Regions from separate parts of the Ovis aries genome. Here region 2 is linked to region 1. Evidence: chromatin contacts called from public Hi-C data. All regions are on one chromosome and are shown on one strand. The core of a region is the stretch at or near the end of the contact, and the rest is flanking DNA. Distances in the headings are between cores, read along the strand shown. Region 1 holds the start of C1H21orf91 (chromosome 1 C21orf91 homolog). Region 2 has its middle 59 kb from the start of BTG3.

Evidence for each region. Hi-C and Micro-C count contacts between places; a contact is called where the count stands out from the background.
Region 2: a contact with region 1 is called in a Hi-C map of skin fibroblasts, with 2.7 times the contacts expected there. The contact joins the enhancer-like site here to the promoter of C1H21orf91 in region 1. A contact is called at or near these places in 2 of 16 Hi-C or Micro-C datasets (blood and skin fibroblasts).

Annotation. Positions count from the first base shown.
Region 1 is chr1:140,048,277-140,053,220 of ARS-UI_Ramb_v3.0, forward strand. C1H21orf91 (chromosome 1 C21orf91 homolog) reads left to right here and starts at 2,025. Exons shown (of 4, transcript XM_042230074.1): 1 at 2,025-2,083; 2 at 3,022-3,155. The coding sequence starts at 3,029.
Region 2 is chr1:140,176,180-140,181,123 of ARS-UI_Ramb_v3.0, forward strand. No RefSeq gene overlaps it. Among named protein-coding and RNA genes, the nearest start is that of BTG3, 59 kb to the right of the region's middle. Within about 2 kb of position 1,937, at least 9 of the 54 cell types and tissues checked have an H3K27ac peak or open chromatin away from gene starts, as enhancers often do.

The DNA.
Region 1 (4,944 bases), core at 775-3,274:
TAAATTAGATCAGATGGGGGTAGGGGTTTGACTGAGAAGGGGCATAGAGAATTTCAAGGTTGTGGAAATGTTCTATATTTTGATTGGGGTGGTGGACATGCTATTGTATACATTTGGCAAAACTCAGGGACTGTACTTTTAAAATGGGAAAGTTTTATTTCTCTAAGTTAAACCCCAAAGTGTAGACTTTTAAAAATAATTTTTAAATAAAAAACAAGGTAAAAGTTTTAAGGAGAGGTAGATAGGCAAAATGCTACAGAGAGAGAACACTGAGAAATGAAAATAACTTCGATCCAAGAAAATCGTTACTGATTTTAGAAAATACTTCATTGAAAAAAAATGAGTAGAACCCAAGATGTAAAACATATCAGTCATATTTACATAAAATGTGAAATTCAAATAGGTAACACAAAGACTTTTTTATTTTAATCTGTTGTTGTTCAGTCAGCTAAGTTATGGCTCACTCACTTGAGAACCCATGGACTTCAGCCCACTGGGCTCCTCTGTCCATGGGATTTCCCAGGCAAGAATACCAGAGTGGGTTGCCAGGGATCCAACCCAGGGATCCAGCTGCTGCATAGGCAGGCAGATTCTTTACCACTGAACCACCTGGGAGGCCCTTCTGTTTATATTAGTGCTTCTCAAATTCTCATGTGTACATTAATCACCTCGAGGTTTTGTGAAAAGCAGGTTCAGATTCAGGATGTCTTGGGTGAGACTTTATATTCTACATTTCTAACAAGATCAGTCAGTTCAGTTGCTCAGTCGTGTCTGACTCTCTGCGACTCCATGGACTGCAGCATGCCAGGCTTACCTGTCCATCACCAACTCTCCGAGCTTGCTCAAACTCATGTCCATCCAGTCGGTGATGTCATCCAACCATCTCATCCACTGTAGTCCCCTTCTTCTTCTAACAAGATATCAGGCCAATATTGCTGACTCACCTCCTATACTTCAAGTAGCAAAAATACAGATCACTTTTCTGGGGCACTGATAGTTTAAGTTAAGCGCCAGTTTGGTCTAGAAGTTCGCAAGTTCTACGGAATCCATTCCTACCCCCAGTCACCTGTGGACTGACAACCTAGTCCTGTCTGTGTAAACAGTACAGGTGTTTATGATGTTCTGGAAAATAACAGCTAACCCCTGTGATCAAGTCCCCACCTCTGTTTCTAACCAACAGATAATCTGGGTTAGTCATTTTTAGGAGGCAAAATAAGAACTCTTCTGGTTTCTCTTCTCTAAACGGTTGCTTGAGTCTTACAATAGAAAATGTAAGTCAAAGTGTTATATGAATCATAACCTTAAAAGAAAGAATGTCAAACAGAAACCAAAGAGGGGCAAAAGAGATCTTGAGTACCTCGGTTTTCTAAAGGGGCGGAACCTAAAATAAGAGGTGGGGCTCCGGGATTATCCTCGTGGGCGTGTTAGGAATGCGCCATATTACAGGGGAGGGGAGCCCCATTTCTACAACAATCTTAAAAATAAAGCTTCTGGAGTTGAAATTACCCCTAAATGACGAAAACTTGAAACACAAACTTTTCTCCCATTAAACTCGTCAACCGGCACCTAACTCAAAAGTTCAGCGATACTATTTTGCCTCGGTCTAGCGATTTCACCCAAAGTTCTCCCCGCGTATCTCTGGCCGTGTCCCCCAGCCCCGTCACTTTGCGGCCCCCGCGGCCCCCGCCCGGAGGCAGTAGTTTCCCCTACGCTAAAGGGGGAGGTGATAACGGACTCCTGTATCTACTTGCCTCGAGGAGGGGCGTGTGAGACACCGAACGGTGAGACATCCGGGCCAGGAGACGCGGGATCAGGAGGAAATCCGAGCCGAGGCCACGGCGTCGATGCAGCCCGGGAGCTGCCGGGGTTGGCGGCCGCCGAGCGAGCGCGCGGCTTCGCCCTCCGCGCCGCCCCACCGTTCTCCCCCAGAGCCTCGGAAGGATGGCACCGGCGGGAGGGGGCGGGGCCCCCGGGAGGGGGCGGGGCCCGGGCGGGCTGGCTGCTCGGCTGCGGCCGGAAACAATAGTGAGGAGCCCGAGCCGCGCGGATCGGCGGTGGCTTCGGTGGCGCGCGAACCCGGACGGTAAAGCTCCCGCTCCCCCAGCCCGCGCCCTGGTTCCCGACCCCGCGGTCCCGCCGCCTTTGCCCTCTGAGCCCCGCGGCCCCCGTCTTTGTTGCGCGCGGGGCGCCCCGACGGACGGGCGGGGAGAAGGACGCGGCACCCTGAGGGGCGGGCGCGCGCCCCCAAACGCCGGAGGCCGGGCGGGAAGCGCTGAGTCCGTACGGACCGGTTGCTGGAGCTCTCGAACGCCTTCTCCCCGGGTGGGAGGAAGCCGCGGGGCGAGAGGACGCGACGCTCCCGCCGGCCGGGCTCTCTGGGATCCAGCACCGCCCGCCCCCAATCCCCGGCCGGGCTTGGCCATCCCGGCTCCTCCGGCCGTGCCCGAGCCGCTCCGCTGAGCCGCTGCCCGACCTTCCGTGCGGATGCCGGGGACACGGCTGGACCCCCTCCCTAGCGTTCACTTTTTCCACGTGCATTTTGCCTGCCGCGGACCTGGAATAGCAGACCTCGCCGCGCCGAGCTAGCGAGACGCATCTAAGGTTCCCACAATGAAGTAAGGAGAGCGGTGTCCCGAGCGCGTCGCTCGTCCTCCCTTCGACAGCGTTAAGTAGGTTGACAGACCCCGGTAGCTGAACAGGCCGCGCTGCTAAGCTCTTTCCGCGCCTGGTCGGGGATGGAAGCGGTCTAGAATACCCGAAAATTGTTCTTCATCAGCTCCCCTCAACTAAATACAACACAGGACCAAAAAAGGCGCTTGGGCATAGTGTCACTTGCGGCTGGACTTTTTTACTAGCTTTGTGTCCTTGGACAGTAAAAGTATTAGTGTAGCGATGCTTGTTTCGTGCGGCTGTTGCCTTAGATAAACTGAAAAGCATCCTTCTCTTTCCTAGAAGTTCCTATTATTGCCGTGATGACAAGTACTTTAAATTGTGTAACTTTGTTTTTCTGTTTCTTAATAGGGGCATTATGAACGAAGAGGAGCAGTTTGTAAGCATTGATTTGAATGATGACAACATCTGCAGTGTTTGTAAACTGGGAACAGACAAAGAAACACTCTCCTTCTGCCACGTTTGTTTTGAGCTAAATATTGACGGTAAGGACACAGGATAAATTCATTTTATGCCCGGAACTTTACAGAACTACTTCATGCTGAACTCTGGTTATAAGGTAAAACTAAAGTTTCTTAAATGATTGTAAATTGTGCCAAGCGGAAATCTGTTAAAGGTTTCTGGAAATGAAACTGAAGGTAGCACAGCTATGAATTTAAGAGCAACTATTTTTTTCACTCCCACAGTATTAACTCAGTTTTACTAATATAAAAATGAGTATTGACTGCTAAACTTTTCTGTTTTGAGAGCTTATTGAGTTGTCAGATTTCAACAGATCTGTATGTTTTGTTTTGGTTTGATATTAAGAACTAACATAACCAAACATTTACATTGATAGGCAAATATAATTTTGTTGTTTTGGCCGTACCATGCTAGTACATAATTGAGGTGAGCTGTAATTTTTTCTCCAGTGCTCTTATTATCTGAAGCACATTTTTAAATTTTTACATAACTTTTCAATGATCATATACACCTTTAATAATTTTTAAACTAAAAAAAGCTTTTAAAATGTCTCAGTAATATCTCTAACAGTACACAAATGAGTTCTCCGAATACTTTTTTTTTTAATCTCTATTATTAAAGTTTTTAGGTTGATGCACAGCTAATGTGCACAGCAAATGTGTCTGTGGATATCAGTAGTTTGCCTCCAAGAAACATGTGGGGTACGTTTCCTTAATCTTGATGTTACCTTGATAAGTTCTGATTTCTTTTAAATATTTATGTCACACAAAAAAGGATCTTAATATTTCTGATAATAAGTTTGCCTTCCATTTGAATTTTGAATTGTAATATACCAGTAGAGAGATTTTGTTAGACCTTTAGATTAATTTTTATTCTTTACTGGTTCTGTTTATTAAGTAGGAGATAACAAATGTTCTTTCCATTTGAAAAAAATAGGATTATCTACCTTGAGATTCCTCTAAGACTTGTTTTTCAGAAATTGTTGTAGGCACCAAATTAATATATTTAGATACTCTAGTAAAAGTCAAAATTATAACTATAAATAGACTATTAAAAATATGTAGAGTTAATTATATGACATTCATTTTCCATTTAAGATATTGGTTATGACAGTTTTGCCATTGTACTCTCAGAAGTGTAGTTGCTAAACATGACAGTCTATGGAAGAACCTGGATTTTCTGTGGCTTCCATAAAACAATATTGGCCCTGTATATTCTTTTCCACTGAAAATGTGGGTTCTAGATGGACAGAGACAGTGGAAATGACTCAGCCCAAAGCTGTGTTTACATTGAGGAGAACTGACAGCCAGGTGGTGGGACTGTTCAGGGCTGCTCTGGTGGTGAGGGCAAGCTGTTGTTTTGTGCCAGGCCCTGCACTAAGCACCTTACGTGGATTATGTTATTCCACTCAAAATAGCTCTGTGATGGCTAATGTTATCCATTTTAAAGTTGATGGAGCCTAACCTTTAAGACCTAGAAACTGCACTTTGAAGTTGCTCAGCAAAGAATGACAGTGCTCAACTACGGAAGCCTGGCAATCTAGTTCTAGTATATGTCCTTTTAATTCCATTGATCTACTGTCAATAGTTATTTTAGTTGATGGGGTAATATTAGAAACCTATTTTCCTGAATCCTAATTGCTGTCCTTGATATTCGGCCAGCCAACTTTTAAAATGTTTTTGAACATTTTTGTCCCCTACCAAATTCTAAGCACAGTACCAATCAATAAATGTTTGATAAGTAAGTGGGGCTTTAAAAAGTGTGACATTTAACTTTCCTACTTTTGGTATAACCTTTCTGTAGTGTGGTAAT
Region 2 (4,944 bases), core at 687-3,186, 130 kb after region 1:
GACTTTCTAACTGGTGAAATCAGTGGAGTTTAAGTTATGAAACTGTTAGAAGCTGGACATCTCCATCTTTGCAGGAAGAAGGTAGAAATACCTGTCTGGGTCAGTAGTTCACACCAGGAGGACAGTCCTGTTCTCTGATCTGACTAAACGGCCTGACCCCCGCTCCATCAGAACACACTTGTCTTCATCTTGGGGAGAGTCATTCATGGAGGTTCTGGTCATTGTGTCAAGGGTGAAAACTGAAAATATGAAAAGTAAACAGAGACTGTACAATTGTTTTATGCCTGCTTGCTACCCAGTATTTGTGTACTTAGAATGATATGGTCTGAAATGAATAACCGACAAGGCCCTACTGTATAGCACACAGAACTCTGCTCACCGTTATTTGGCAGCCTGGATGGGAGGGGAGTTGGCAGAGAATGGATACACATATATACGTGGTTGAGTCCCTTCACTGTTTACCTGAAACTATAACAACATTGTTTATCAATTGGCTATGGTGGTGGTTTAGTTGCTAACCCATGTCCGACTCTTGAGACCGCATGGACTCAAGAGTCCTGCCAGGCTTCTCTGTCCATGGGATTCTCCAGGCAAGAATAATGGAGTGGGGTGCCATTCCCTTCTCCAGGGGATCTTCCCAACCCAGGAATCAAACCCAGGTTTCCTGCATCGTAGGCAGATTCTTTAACAACTGAGTTATGAGGGAAACCCAGTCTTCATATAATTGGCTATGCTGCTGCTGCTGCTGCTGCTAAGTCGCTTCAGTCATGTCCGACTCTGTGCGACCCCATAGACGGCAGCCCACCAGGCTCCCCCATCCCTGGGATTCTCCAGGCAAAAACACTGGAGTGGGTTGCCATTTCCTTCTCCAGTATAATTGGCTATACCCCAATGCAAAATAAAAAGTTTTGTTAAAAAAAGAATAATATGGTCTGAAATATATTTTTGCTACAACTATCTGGTAGAAAGGTGGTAAGTGATACTCCCTCTAACTACTGGAGAGCTCTGATGAAGTTCAAAATTACCTGATATTTGTGCAATGAAAAGTAACTGGGACTAAGTTGGTTCAAATTCTCATACTCCATTCTTCAACGCATAGCTCATAATAATCTGTATACCTCAATCTTCCCTGCCAGATGGATATTTGTTTTCATTGACAGGGTTATTGATCTTTATGCAAGTGCAGTCTACCGTCAGAATATTACCTTCAGGAAACGTAGAAATGCTCTCGTGTCCATAACCACCATTTAGGTACTGAGTCATGAATCCTCATACTAATTCCCAGACACTTTGTTTTCGCTTTTAAGACTATTTTTAGAGCAGTTTTTGTTCATATCAAAATTGAATGGAAGGCATTGTGAATTCCCATTATCCTCTGTCCTCAATACATCCACAGCCTCCCCAACTATCAACATTCTGCCCCCACCCCGCCCACAGTGGTACATTTGCTACAACTGTTGAACCTACCCTGACACACCATTATCACACATAGTCCCCAGGTTGACTCTAGGGTTCACTCTTGATTGTATACATTCTATGGGTTTTGACAAACATAATTATATGTATCCATCACGATAGTATCATACAGAGTAGTTTCAGTTACCTAAAAGTCTTTTGTGTTCCACCTGTTTATGCTTCCCTCCCACTGCCAAACCCCCAGAACCACTGATTTTTTTAATAAATGATATATATTTATTCCCCCCTCCCTACTATCTCCTTAAAGAGCCCTCCTATCCCCACATGAGCTCCCAAATCCACTTGCAAGTACTTGTATTACAACACATCTGACATTGTTCCTGTTATTTTCACTAAGACACCCCCAAGACTATGAGTTTTTAAGTAAGGTTTTTCATTCACATTCATCAGCCTTTCTCCCAGTAGTGGGTCTGGCATGTGACAGGAATGCAATAACTGCTTGGTGAGTGAGTGAGTGGGAAAGTGACTCCTGGAAGTTAACACTTATTCCCTTTATGGTTTTGGAATCACTCCTCTTCCAGCAGCACTTGTGGTTTCCCAAATGAAGCTTTACATGCCTAGGAGTCTGACATGATCAGTCACAATAGGAAAAGCTTGATTTCCCTCCAAAAGAGATGCAACTTTCACTCTCTAAGGCCTTTATTCTGTGGATGGGTCAAAATGCAGATCAAATATAAGAAGTAAAGAAATAAAGCACCTTTAACAATTCCATGAAGTACAGAAAGCAAATTGTAAAGTCTCAACATCTCATCATAATGTCCTGAAATGGAAAGTCCATGTGGCTGTTCGGTAAGCCAGTGCAGGGCTTTCTTCATCCCAACTTATAGACACCTTTTGAGGCAGAGAATGGATATCAAGAAAACCAATGGCTGGAGTGCCTAGTATTGTTAGGCCAGTGGTGGATGGACAAAATGGCCAGAAGGGTTCCTCATTGCATAAATATACTTGGGAAACATCCTTTAGGAAAGAATGTCAGGAACATTCTGGAAAGTTTATGTCTGAAATATGTCAGAGACTGGAAAAAACAAAGGTTGGAAACCACTGCTTTTGATTTTAGACCATGCAACCCCAAGCACAGAACTGCTTGACCTAATTTCTGATTCCACAAACAGCTTTGGGGAAATCGTCATTACTTTACCCTAGCCTTCCCAGAACAAGAACCAAACATCCCTGAGGACGCCAAATGACACCACCACCCCACCACCAAGCTGGCACTGGCAAAGAGGTAGGCTATTTGCAGAGAGCACGCCGCCTCTGCTGTGAGTGGGCAGTGAAGTACCAGAGAGATGCGTGCTGCCTGCCTGGAGACAGGGTTGCTAGGTGCCTCTGAAGTAGTGAGACCAAGAGGTGTGCCTTATTCCCCCCACACTTCTGATTTTACACAGCGACAGTGGTAGCCTGGAAACAACAGGAAAGAATAGTGCCTGTGATGTCAGAAATAATGGCCAGCCAAGTGCCCTATGGGGCAGGAGGAGCAGGGTTGAAGCTTTTATCAAGTGCAGGAGAAAAAACGTAATGTGATTTGGTTTCACCATAATTGCTTAAGCAGCCTGGGTGAGAACTAATTATGAGTTCTTCTGGCTCCAGAGAAACCCCACCTCTTCCTTCTCCAGGACGGTACTAAAATACCAGCATTGCATCACCAGAAATCACTCCCATTGGCGGCCTTTCTTAAGGAAAGCCTTGCGCTCCGTTTCTCTGAAAGCCACTGGAATCTGAATAGACGCAGGAATTTATATCTTTCCAAGGCAAATAAACTATTCCTGGCACTTTCTTGTCACTTGAAAGCTCCTAGAGTGCTTGCCTATGATTATGTCATAGAGGAAGTATTGTTTATAAAATGTGGGAGTGATGAAATGCGGACCAGGAAATGAAGGGACAAGTTACAGGCCCTTCGTCATTACAACAGCCCCGCCACTGTGAGACTCAGGGTAAGTCCTGGGCTGCAGAACCAAGCTGTTCATTGGTGATATTTGGGGGCTCTCGCTGGGCTCTAGTGGACTTCCCTGGGGGCTCAGTCAGTAAAGAATCTGCTTGCAATGCAGGAGACTAGGGTTCGATTCCTGGGGGGGGAGATCCCCTGGAGAAGGGAATAACAACCCACCCCAGAATTCTTGCCTAGGAAATCCCATGGACAGAGGAGCCAGGGGGGCTACAGTCCACGGGATAACAAGAGTCAGGCACGACTTAATGACTAAACAACAACTGGGCCCTAATGGCCCTAAAGAGTAAAGGACTTTTGCTCAGAAAATTGGTCACTTAAGTCTCAGCAGAGGTAACACTGAAAATCAACTTGTGTTCATCCAGGTTAACAGTCCAAACTGCAACCAAAGTAATACTGCTATAATGTGATTATTTGCAATCTTTGTGAGCTCTGAGAATGAGGCAAGTGGATATACAGAAGTAAAAAGAACATGAGTTCAAATCCTAGGTTCAATCTGGGTTCAAACCCTATACTAGCTATCCGTAAGTTACTCGCCTTTTCGGATGTCCAATTCAGCTGAGAAAAGAGGTAAAATTATCAGTTCCTATGCAAGGATGAGTAATAATATGTAAAGTGTCTGCACTGCACTTGGAACACAGGATGTGCACAATAAACGGGAGCACGTGTCACAGTTCTCTCTCTCTCTTGACGAGAAAGCCCAGGCTGAGAGCCTCACGCACAGGCGCACTGGGGGTGGCAAAGGCAAGCCAAGCATGACTTCTTTCCGGAACCATCACAATGTAGCTAGCTGGGGGGCAGAAGGGGTGCGAGGCCTGAAACAAGCAACAATGGAACAACACTACGGAATTAGATACTGCGGATCTTCCCCAGCTCAGGACGGGGCCAAGTCCCAGTAAACCCTGTATAAATCAGAAACATCCTAAGTCAAAAACGCATCCAACATACCTAGCCTACTGAACATCCTAGCTTCGCCTAGGCCACCTTAACCGTGTTCAGAATGCATCAGTCTACAGTCGGGCAAAATCATCTCACACAAAACCTATTTTATAATACAGTGCTGAGTATCTCATGGGCTTTATTGAACACGGTCCTGAAAGTGAAAAACAATAGTTGGAAGGTCACTAAATGGTTCTCTGTGTGTCAGCTGTTTACCTTTGCGACCATGGGGCTCACTGCAAGCTGTGGCTACCTGGCATCACGAGACAGTCTTGGACTACATATGGGTGGTCTGGGAAAAGATGAAAGAAGTGTTTCTACTGAATGAGTATCACTTTCACATTACTGTAAAGTCAAAAACATCGTAAGTTGAAATCACAGTAAATCAGGGACCGTCTGCCAATGGTGTAGCACAAATTCGAGGCAGGGGAGAAGCTGAGGGGAAAGGAAGAACAATGCAAGTAGAGTAATAACTTCAACCACTTGAACAGAAAAGCAAACCCAAGCGGGGTTTACCCACCACTAAGTTATGACCAACCTAGACAGCATATTAAAAAGCAGAGACATTACTTTGTCAACAAAGGTCC